2 separate regions of the Mus musculus genome follow, and region 2 is linked to region 1. The links are chromatin contacts, called in public Hi-C maps. All regions are on one chromosome and are shown on one strand. Each heading gives the region's core, a stretch centred on a gene start, on an enhancer-like site or on the middle of the called end of the contact. The rest is flanking DNA. Distances are from core to core; before and after follow the strand shown. Region 1 overlaps Tenm3 (teneurin transmembrane protein 3). Region 2 has its middle 66 kb from the start of Tenm3.

Evidence for each region. Hi-C and Micro-C count contacts between places; a contact is called where the count stands out from the background.
Region 2: a Hi-C map of cerebral cortex shows a contact between it and region 1, with 1.5 times the contacts expected there. The contact joins two enhancer-like sites. A contact is called at or near these places in 14 of 484 Hi-C or Micro-C datasets (the HL-1 cell line, cerebral cortex, cortical neurons and 4 more), 6 of 115 datasets of contacts at active chromatin or transcription factors (embryonic forebrain, embryonic stem cells, forebrain and 1 more) and 1 of 9 other capture datasets (adipose tissue).

What each region holds. Positions count from the first base shown.
Region 1 is chr8:48,565,722-48,571,007 of GRCm38.p6, reverse strand. All of the region lies in intron 2 of Tenm3 (teneurin transmembrane protein 3), which reads left to right. Among named protein-coding and RNA genes, the nearest start is that of Gm39178, 92 kb to the left of the region's middle. Within about 2 kb of position 2,892, at least 28 of the 459 cell types and tissues checked have an H3K27ac peak or open chromatin away from gene starts, as enhancers often do. A contact at or near this core is called in cerebral cortex, cortical neurons and forebrain, where this site is marked.
Region 2 is chr8:48,738,044-48,743,224 of GRCm38.p6, reverse strand. It overlaps a transcript of Tenm3 not described here. Among named protein-coding and RNA genes, the nearest start is that of Tenm3, 66 kb to the right of the region's middle. Within about 2 kb of position 2,669, at least 27 of the 459 cell types and tissues checked have an H3K27ac peak or open chromatin away from gene starts, as enhancers often do. A contact at or near this core is called in cerebral cortex, cortical neurons and forebrain, where this site is marked.

The DNA of each region.
Region 1 (5,286 bases), core at 1,643-4,142:
AAACTGCTCCTATGTGTCATATAGAAGAGTACAATAAAATACAGAACTATTTTATGTATTTGTTATTATTTATATCATGGCTATGTTTTAAATTTGAGTCCAGCTTGCATTTCTTGGTGGCAGTGGTGGTAATGGTGGTGGGTTTTATTATTCTCCATTTATCTTTTACTCTTTGTGATCCTGACGCAGACCAAGGCCTTATTCATTCTACGTAGGTACTTGACCCCAGAGTTATACCTTACACCCTCATGTGTAGTAAAATGAATTATTTTCAAGATAATTCATACATTGCAATGGGTACAGTGGCTTAGGTATTTTTTTAATACAGTGAATGTTTGCAATATTCAAATGGCATTCAACCATCAGGAGACAGGAAATATCAGGAATATAGAGGGAGACATTTTAACTGAAGCATGAAGGTCCAGGGAGAGCTGGCCCAGGGAGAAAAAGGTTATAATAAAAGAGAAGGAAGAAGCTGTAGGTACCACAGTGTATGTTTGAAGTTACCACTCTGTATCACAGAGAATCTTATCAATATGCTCAAGAGTTTGAGCGGTTCCCATCTGAGGAGCAATGGTGATGTTCACTTGAAGTATTATTCAGTAAAATGATGCTACATTCACATTAAGCTTATTTGTAAGGATTTTTTTCTGTATGCCATAGGAAGGATGTAGCAGAGGATAACAAAGATGAAGGTGGGCTTTATACTGCAGGCGGTTGAAAAATGGTGATTTCATTAACAAAGAGGATAGCTACAGGGTGAATGTGATGCAGAACATGTGGGCTGATAGGTCGTGGGAGGTGGAGGAGAGGGCGCGGATTAAAGAGAAGACAGTCAAGAATGACTGGTACCCAAGTCTGTGTTTTGAGCATTTGAATGGATGGAAAGTTTCTTTTTATGGTACAGGGAATGCATGAAGACATAGAGGTTTGTAGAAGGTTATTATTTTTTATTATTACCCTGAACATGTTGCATTTAAAGTTTCTAGGGGGAGAGCCAGTTGAGGACACTAAGCAATTGGCTATGAGCCTGGCTGCCACTTGAAGCCCTTGGATAACAGAGTTTATAATTTAGATGTTGGAAGGTGGCAATGACCTAGAAATTCAGGGAGGGACAGAAAAAAGAAGGGAGTATGGGCATTTAGGCAGAGGGCATAATGTGGCTCACAGAATGCTGGGAAAAGCGTAGAGCCATTGCTGAGAAAAATCTGATTGTCCAGGGTAAGATACAATGCGGTTTCCTTAAATGATAGGCTGAGGAGTTGGCTGTACTTTTTAGTCAATAGTAGCCATTTGATGATTTGCACTGGGAAGACCGTTTGCAGATAAGTCATTAGGAAGATTTAGGTAGAGTATGGATTGGGCTGGGGGTGCAGAGACCATGCAGGGGGCTTCTAAGAGAGATGCCATGAGATTTAAAGGTTGGGAAGTTTCCAACGTGAACAGTTTAGATGCGAGGGGTAGCTATGAAAACCAAAGAGCCAGCGGGGATCTGAGTAGAGATGTCAAGAACAGGGGAGTAGAGCCTGTTAAAAATGATGGTTACTTTAAGGGTAAAAAGAGAAAATCCAAGAGCCTGGTTTGAGGGAATTTGTAACCCCTGCATGTATAAATTTATGGTTTATTTTCATAGAATTATCATGGAAAGATCATATATCAGAATATTTTATTTCTAAAGCTTTTAGTACCATTTTTTGTGTGTCTGATGTTAAGCATGTGCTATTCATTTGCGCGTGAGGAACATGTGTGCGACAGCATTTGTGTGGAGGTCAGAGAATAACCTCAAGTGTTAATAATCCACAATAGCCTGCCTTGTTTGGGACAGTAGCCTGGCTTTAGAGTGTGTTGGGGGATCTGAGCTCCGGCCTAAAAGCTTGCATAGCAAGCGCCGTTACCTTCTTAGCCATCTCTGCAAGCCATTCTTCTTGTTGTGAGTTTTTCAAATTGCATCTCAGAAACTAGTCCAGGGAACATTTTTCTTTGTGGTACAGTATAAGAGCAAACAACCACAAAAGACTTAGAAATCCATTCTAAAAAAAAAAAAATTGAATGAGAAGCCTCAGGAATCCTTGCCAAGAGATGTTCAGTCATCTTTGCTGGGCTGGGCCACCGTGAGGAAGCCCAAGAATGCAGTGCAGCCACCCCAGCTGAACCTAGGATCTGGACTCTTGGCTTTTGCAATGATCAGCAGAACACTGGATGCAGAAAAGATGTGGAACATTTCCGTAGGGATAGCCAAGGCACAAGTGCTTCGTTGCTGGTATCTTTGAAGTCTGCAAAAAGCAAATCCTGGATGTATCCCAAGAAGAGTCTGATGCAAATTCAAACAAATCAAGAGGGCTAGATGCCTTTTCCACTCAAGTAGCTGTCTGTGCTGGGGGCTGCCGTGTGTGGGGGGGGTGGGGGGACCTGGGGAAGTATTGTCACGCTCTTTTTTTTTCTAGTGGCCTTCGCCAGTCCCGTGGTTTTTATGGAAGTTATGGCTTTGTTCAAGAGAGTCAATTCTCCCTGCCAGACTGCTAGAGAAAGCTATTCCCCTCCAGTCATAATGCTTTAGACACTCTACAAGTACAGTGTTTTTATAGCATGGCTTCTATCTCTGAGTTTACACTCCAGGTAAAGCTTTGCGAACTGCAGTGTCTGTGCAGAGTGAATCAGTTGTTAAGTGTTGTCTCTCTCTTTTTTTGTAAGGGACTTAATCCCCCACCCACCCACCCAAAACTGTTTGAATTCCCAATGAAAAGAGGGCTAGGAGTCCCCAGCCTGTGGACCTAGTGTGAAGATGCCTTTTAAAATCCTGGCAATTGAAAGCTGCTTATAATATGGAGATTAGACATTCTGTCTCCAGCTTGGGAACCGGGCTGGCATCAGCTAAACAGGCAACTGTGGGCAGGGAGCTGCCTGCCTTCTTTGGGCCAGAGAAAGGCCCCAAAGAAGCAGCTGCCAGCGGGGAGGAGTGTGAGAAACTAGGAAACCGCCTTGAAAAAGGATAGGAAACGAGGCACGAGAAGGAATTTAAGAATTTTTCAAATATTCCCTTTTTAGGCATATGCAGCGGCTGGCTGCCTCTGTGCAGGAAGGGTAATCTTTAATGCTTCCCTCACGAAGGAAGAAGGGTGGCGAACGTACGGCTAGTTCACACAGCCGAAGGGCCTGAAGTTGGTTGATTTCTTCGGCATTGTAAGAAAATTGATATGGATTAGTGTTCTACTTTCCATTGCTATTCATCCTGACCTTTTTGAAATAAAGAGTTGAATATTATAAACATTCTAATTTTAGAATGAGAAAAGCAAGTTCCATACACACACCACACACACACACACACACACACACACACACACACACACACACACGCACACACACACACACACACGCTAGGTATAATGATTTTAATTGAAATCTTATGTTAATCAAAGGAGCTGGGCAGCGTCATGTTTGAAGGGGTGGAAAGAATTCTGATATTCTAGTGACAGCAGGTTTGCCTTTAGGCACATGTCACTTCCTCTCGCTGCCTCTTTACTTAAGGAGGCGCCGTGTTAACAATATTTAGAATCACTTATAAGTAAGGGATATGTTTGCCTTCTACAGAGAAGCACACTTCCAGGTGTGTAGCCCTACAAATATAAAATGAATGGGACTCTGACACATGGGTAGGGTCTCCCAGGCCTCTGTTGTGTTGGAAGAATGAGCTGAAGCGGGTCTGTAAAGTTTCCACTAGGGTCTGACATGTTATCTCTTCATGCAGGGAAGGGGTCCACTCAACCTGCAGTCACAGAGAGACTCCTATTAGTAGAGCCCCTTACTTGAACCCACCGAGAGGATGTGGAGTCATTACAGGAAGTCTTATAGCACAGGGGTCGTGGGTAGCACCATGACAGTTCAGTTAACAGCACACCGCAGCGAGGACAGAGGGCCCGCGGGATTGCTAGGAGCTGATGGTTTCCCATCACTCATGACAAAATAGCCCTCATCACAGATGAACACAACCCATTACTCACGTGCTTGTGGCCATGGTTGTGTGAGCAAGCCTTCTGTGCCGCCATTGTATAAAAGTGTAGGGTGGGCAATTGCATCAAGAATATGAAACTGGATAGTGATTATAAAAGTTATGTCACTGGCTGCTGTATTTATTATATTTCATGTCTAAGCACTATTTTAAAATCTACTAACTTTTATTTGTTTAAATATATTTAATTTAATGTTTAATTAATTTAATTTCATACATATACATATAAACATATACATACATATGTACATAAATACATAATATACGTATACACACATATGTATGGTGACACACACACAAATATATATTTTATTACCATCTGCCATTGTATCCCAGCAATGTCCTCATGCAGTTTCTGGTAACGTCAGTCTTTAATTGTATCAGGAAACTATACCAAATAGTTGGCCTATACTTGCTAAGTTTGCAGAAAGTTCACACAGTGACACAACTACCCAATAGCTCAATTCTCAAAACATGTGCCTGTCATTAAGTGGTGAATGACGGCTGTAAAGGAGGGGGAGAAATGAACACATATTATATGGCTGTGGCTCTGTCCTTGTCACCAACAATGTAATGACGCATGGTAACGTAGGTCACATATACCTTGTCACCTCTCTTAGCTCCTAAAAATGACCAATGTTATTCTTTTTCTTGTTGTTGTTTTTTGGTTTTTTTCTCCAAGACAGGGTTTCTCTATATAGCCCTTGCTGTCCTGGAACTCACTTTGTAGACCAGGCTGGCCTTGAACTCAGAAATCCACCTGCCTCTGCCTCCCGAGTGCTGGGATTAAAGGTGTGCGCCACCACGCCCGGCTAATGTATTCTTTTTTTTTTTTTTTGGATTTATTATTTTTTATTTATTTATTTATTTATTTATTAGGTATTTTCCTCGTTTACATTTTCAATGCTATCCCAAAAGTCCCCCATACCCACCCCCCAATCCCCTACCCACCCACTCCCCCTTTTTGGCCCTGGGGTTCCCCTGTACTGGGGCATATAAAGTTTGCAAGTCCAATGGGCCTCTCTTTCCAGTGATGGCCGACTAGGCCATCTTTTGATACATATGCAGCTAGAGACAAGAGCTCCCGGGTACTGGTTAGTTCATATTGTTGTTCCACCTATAGGGTTGCAGTTCCCTATAGCTCCTTGGGTAATTTCTCTAGCTCCTCCATTGGGGGCCCTGTGATCCATTCAATAGCTGACTGTGAGCATCCACTTCTGTGTTTGCTAGGCCCTGGCATAGTCTTACAAGAGAGAGCTACATCTGGGTCCTTTCAGCAA
Region 2 (5,181 bases), core at 1,420-3,919, 170 kb before region 1:
TAAGGAGAAGCCAGCAAGATGAACTCGGAAAAGGGAGACAGAGATGTGTTGCTGTGTGTTGGTTCAAAAGAGTTATCTTGGCAAGAAATCCATACATGGGGGGGGGGGGTGAACACAAAAACTGGGCTTTTCAAAAGTGCCATATGAATATAGCAATCGGATTGAGAGATGGTTATCTTTCGGACAGTAGGCTTGGGGGAAGGGGGAGGAGAATTGTGGTAGGTGTCTGAGGATTAGAGATCAGTTCTGTTGCAATAACTGCCAGGCCATAGCTCTAGAAAGAGTAGCCACAATTCCGGAGGCAAGCCGTGGTGAGGCAAGCAGACTCGGCTGGGGCGGAAGGACTTTGACCTCCATCCAAAGATGGAATAGCCAGCTTCCTAGAGATGTGGTTTCTAGTTATAAAAGCCACTAGGCAAGACTGTACAACCATTAGATTAAAAGATTTTTGAAGGCAGCAGCTGTGCTTAGTATATGTGTTATCCCTCTGGTATGGTACCCAGCACTGGATGCTGGCCAATATTTTCTAAAAATGATGGATGAATAAAATCATACAAGTTTAACTTGGGCTTGGTCACTCCAGTGAATTGTAAGAACACACCTGCCTCTAGGAAGTGAGAATCCTATGATCTCATAAGCAGAATTATGTCCAAACTTAAAAGGTAATTTATTTGGAAAAATAAAGGATTGTTTATATTGTTTAATTTGTTCAAATTGTAGCCAAGACCTTGTAGCTTTCAGAACACAGAGTTTCCAGGGTAACTCTTCCTGTGCTTCCCAAATCAGAAAAGACAATAATAACAATGTCACGGTCTGGGAACAACATAGAAACTGTCCTTTAGATTTTAGGAGATTTTTAGATAATTTGAGTTTCAAGTAAAGACTGGGGTATTTTTTCCATTATTAATTTAAAATTTTTAGTGACCATACAAAGATTAGGTTTCGAGGTAACACCCCTAATATAAGTATCGGTATAAACATTTATGGTAGGCTCTGCATATGGAAGTGAGCACACAGTATTTGTCTTTCTGAGGTTAAGTTAACTCACATAATATATTTTACAGGTCTATCCCTTTTCCTTCAGATTACATTTTTCTTTATTGCTGAATAGATTCTTGTCCTGTGTATGTACCCTTTACAGAAATGAGGGTTTTTAAAATTGACCTGAAATTCATAATTTATGATTGCTTTTGGGCTTTTAACCAAACATATGTGAAATGAATTCGATTTCTTTATTCATTATATTTGGTTAAAATTTACTCTCAAACCATTGGTTTCCTTTTAAAAATATAGTTTCAGTAGCCCTAGCTTTAATATTAAAGAGAAAATAACTCATAGGCTGTTTTCATAATTCAGAGTATTGACAATGTTAACTACTGACCATCAATCAAGTACCTTTCTCCCATACACCTTTTAATTGAAAGTGATTCTTCTAATAAGCAGTGCCAGTATTCTGATCTCCACCAAGATGTGATGACATGTGGTAATATTTTTATTTAATGTCCGGACCTGGTAAGTTTGAAACTCAAGTAGGTAGTTAGGTGCACCCAGTAACTGAAATAAACTAGCATATGTCAAGCTTTAACTTACAGAACTGGCCAGAATTCAACCAGGAAAACTAAAACTTACAGTCAGGGCTAATGGCTGAGGCCTGTAATCCCAGCTACTCAGGAGACCGGAGCAGGACAGTGACAAAGTCAAGGCCTACATAGTCTAAGCAAGTTGCTGAGAACTTGTTCAAAATTTAGGGGAAAGAATTAATTGATTAACTAGTTAATTAACTAATTACTTAAACGTTGCTGAGGATACATGCACATAGCATGAGTGAGTCCCAGCTTCACTCTCTAGTACCCTGAAGCAAAATAAAGGGCATGCGTTTTCAGATAGCCTCAGCAGAGAATGGATCACAAAGGCGAGCACCGGCAACAAATATTTAACGATGTATTGCATGCCAGGGAGAGTTGGAAGTAGCCCAAGGCTTAGCATAGGCTTAGAGAACAGAGCAGAACAGCAGAACTCTACTCTTGAAGCAACCAAAAGCCCTAAAGGTTTGCAAGGGAATATGTTAAAGCCATGTGCATGAGCCAAGCATTACAGTAGACGCCTATAATCACAGCACTTGGGAAGTGGAGACATGCACGTTTGCCATTGTCTGCAGCATTCCCCGCTGAAGCTGTGTAAGTAAGCAAATCCCTATACCGGCAGGACAAGCGTGGGGAGTCCATAGAATATACTTTCCTAAACACCATTAGCTTCACGTTCCTCCAAACGCATGATTTAAAGTAAGCGGAGCCACAGAGAGGAAATGATAGGACTCACAAGTGCTGCTTGCCACCGGCCAGGCAAACTTCAAATGCCCTGTGAGTGACTATTCGTCTTTCAGAGATGCACTGTCAGGTTTGTGCTGTAAGATTTACTCTTTCCATGTAAGGACTGTTTCTTTTCTGCTGACTGAAAAGGGCACCCTCGAAAATTCTTATGTAGCACACAGAACGCCAGACACGTGGCAGTTCACAGAGGAGGCAGGCTTCCTGCTTCAGCCCCCCCCCCCCCCAACACACACACACACACACACACACACACACACACACCCCAGTTCTAGCTGGAAGTTTATTCAGCGGTGCAATATTTTCAGAGAGATGTAATAATCTGTTATGCAAACACGGAGTTTGCTCACATTCGATTTTCTTAAATATTGAAAGGTCTCTGCAACGGCAGAGGAATTTTTACGGAGAGCACGAAGAGCGAGCGGCATCCTTCCTCCTTCGCACCAGCGGAGCCCCTCTGGGAGGTTTGGTGGTTGGTTGCTCACGTGACAGGATTAAGTAACTCCATTTTGAGCTCTGGGCTTCCAGGTTCTCCGTTTGAGGAACTGCATGTGGCTGTCTCATTCACAAAGTTGTACGGTGGAGCTAGCTGTCTTCATTGTTAGAATGGAGCCATGTGAGGAGAGGGGAAAGCAACTGTGCTTTCGGGTAGCAGGTGCGGCTGCTTTACCAGCACAGAGCCCGCTATTTCCAGCACGGAGCGTGAGATGTAAGAGTCGCTTGATAGTGATCACTGGAGTTCTATTTTTTCCCCTAAGGCATAAGTTTTATCTTTATCCTTTTTTTTTTTTCTACCCCCTGTGCTGAGGATCCAAGTTTTTAATCTTCTTTAATGGGAGAAGTCTGTTTTCGGTTCATGATATATTCTGACAATTTGCATCTTACTAAAGATACTCCCTGCAACTTTGAGCTAGTCTCTGCCCATTATAATTCCTGGTCACTGTGAATGAGATCTGTATCGAGTACAATGACTAATTTTATTCATTTCAGAACATTGATTTGAACAGCTACATTTGAATTAAAATGTGGAGGCTGCCGATAGTGTCACGCCCAGGCAACGTGTCGATTGTTTTTAATTATTTAAATATAGATACAACTTGGGTTTTTTTTCCCCCTTGCTCCCAATAAGTCAAACAAATATAAAGTGGAAAGCATTCAAGACCTCTCAAATCTCTCAGTCAGATGTGTACTGTTGTGAAAGGAGAAATTGCTTTCAGGAGATTTGGAAGGGGGGCAGATTTAAATAACGATGTGATTTAGTGTGCAGTTAGCAAATCAACATACTTAAAATACATGAATATTAAAATAAAGTCTGCAATAAACTACTGACTTTTCTATTTATTGAGCAGCTGACTTTTAAAGAAGAAATTTTTTTTTTCATTAAAATTTCCTTTCGAGACCTTCAGAGTTTCTTCTATTGTTATCCTTGCAGATTGTGGCTATGTGGAGGCTTATCCCGTTCATACAATTCACTTTCATATTTAAATTGGCATAATTGCTACATAAAGGCTCTGGGACACCTTTGGACTCTGTATTTTAGTGGAGAATTTTATACATAAAGCAGCACCTAGCTAATAAAGGAAGGAAAGTAGCATGTATTCAGTGTCTAGTAAATGCCATTGCCTGTTCTGTGTGCCTCTTGTGTCTGCATCACAGCTATCCTTTTAATCTGGGACAATAGCTGCCCTTGGTTTGGCAGACCAGGAAACCCCAATTCCTGCAGGTTAAATGTCTGCCTGAAGTCGGGGCAAGTCTGGACCCAGATTTCCTTGTATCGGGAGCCTCTGCTACATTTCCTCTCCAGTACTGCCCAGACACTTGGGAATTTAAAGAAACAGGTTTCCTCTTTCAATCAAGCCTTTGATCTCTCTATGTCATGCTTTATTTTAGAGTTTAATACAGTTCTGTGGCTATCCAGAAACACTTCCCCCTTGCTGATCCATCTTTCTGAGTGAGAATCGCACAGAGAGGTTGATGGGATTATTTGAAATCTCCTTGGCTTCAGGCTAAATAAAACACTTTAATATGGAAGGCATAATTCTGATATCTTAGGCAAAGGCATGTTTTCTTAGATTAAAAAAACAAAACAAAACAAAAACGGAGGTTGACCCTCTAACTGGTTTCCTAAGTGGCCCCTCTGCTTGCCCCCTTCCAAATCTCTGACTTCTGGGACAAGAAAAGATATCATCTTGGTAAACCGAAGCAAACTTGTTTTTAAGATTAATTGCCATCATCCAATCTGGTTTGTTTAAACAAAGTGAATAGTTTTAAAGGGGACTGAAGATGTGACATTTACCTCTCTCTTGAGATACTAGATGTCACAAGTTCAGCAAATGGCTCTTACAAAGATAGTTTATAGTAAAAAGTAAATTTTTCTGAAAGAAAACACTTTTATTAAGATAATAGTTCATTTGGCCAACTTTCAAATGACACACAGTGCTTGCCTGGTACTGGGTTCAAATCCCAGCATCAGAAGAAATGAATAAAGATCAGACTTGTATGAGAAACATGTAGGCTTTCTCTCTCTCTCTCTCTCTCTCTCTCTCTCTCTCTCTCTCTCTCTCTCTCTCTCTCTCTTTCTCTCTCTCTCTCTCTTTCTTTCTTTCAGCTTATTTATTTATGTGAATACACTGTAGCTGTCTTCAGACACACCAGAAGAGAGCATCAGATCTCATTACAGGTAGTTGTGAGCCACCATGTGGTTGCTGGGAATTGAACTCAGGACCTCTGGAAGGGCAGTCATTGTTCTTCACCACTGAGCCATCTCTCCAGCTCCCACAGGGCTGCTTTCAGTCAGCCTACATTTCTTCCGTGGATGGGTGCGTCAAAGAGTATCACTCTGCTTTGAACACTG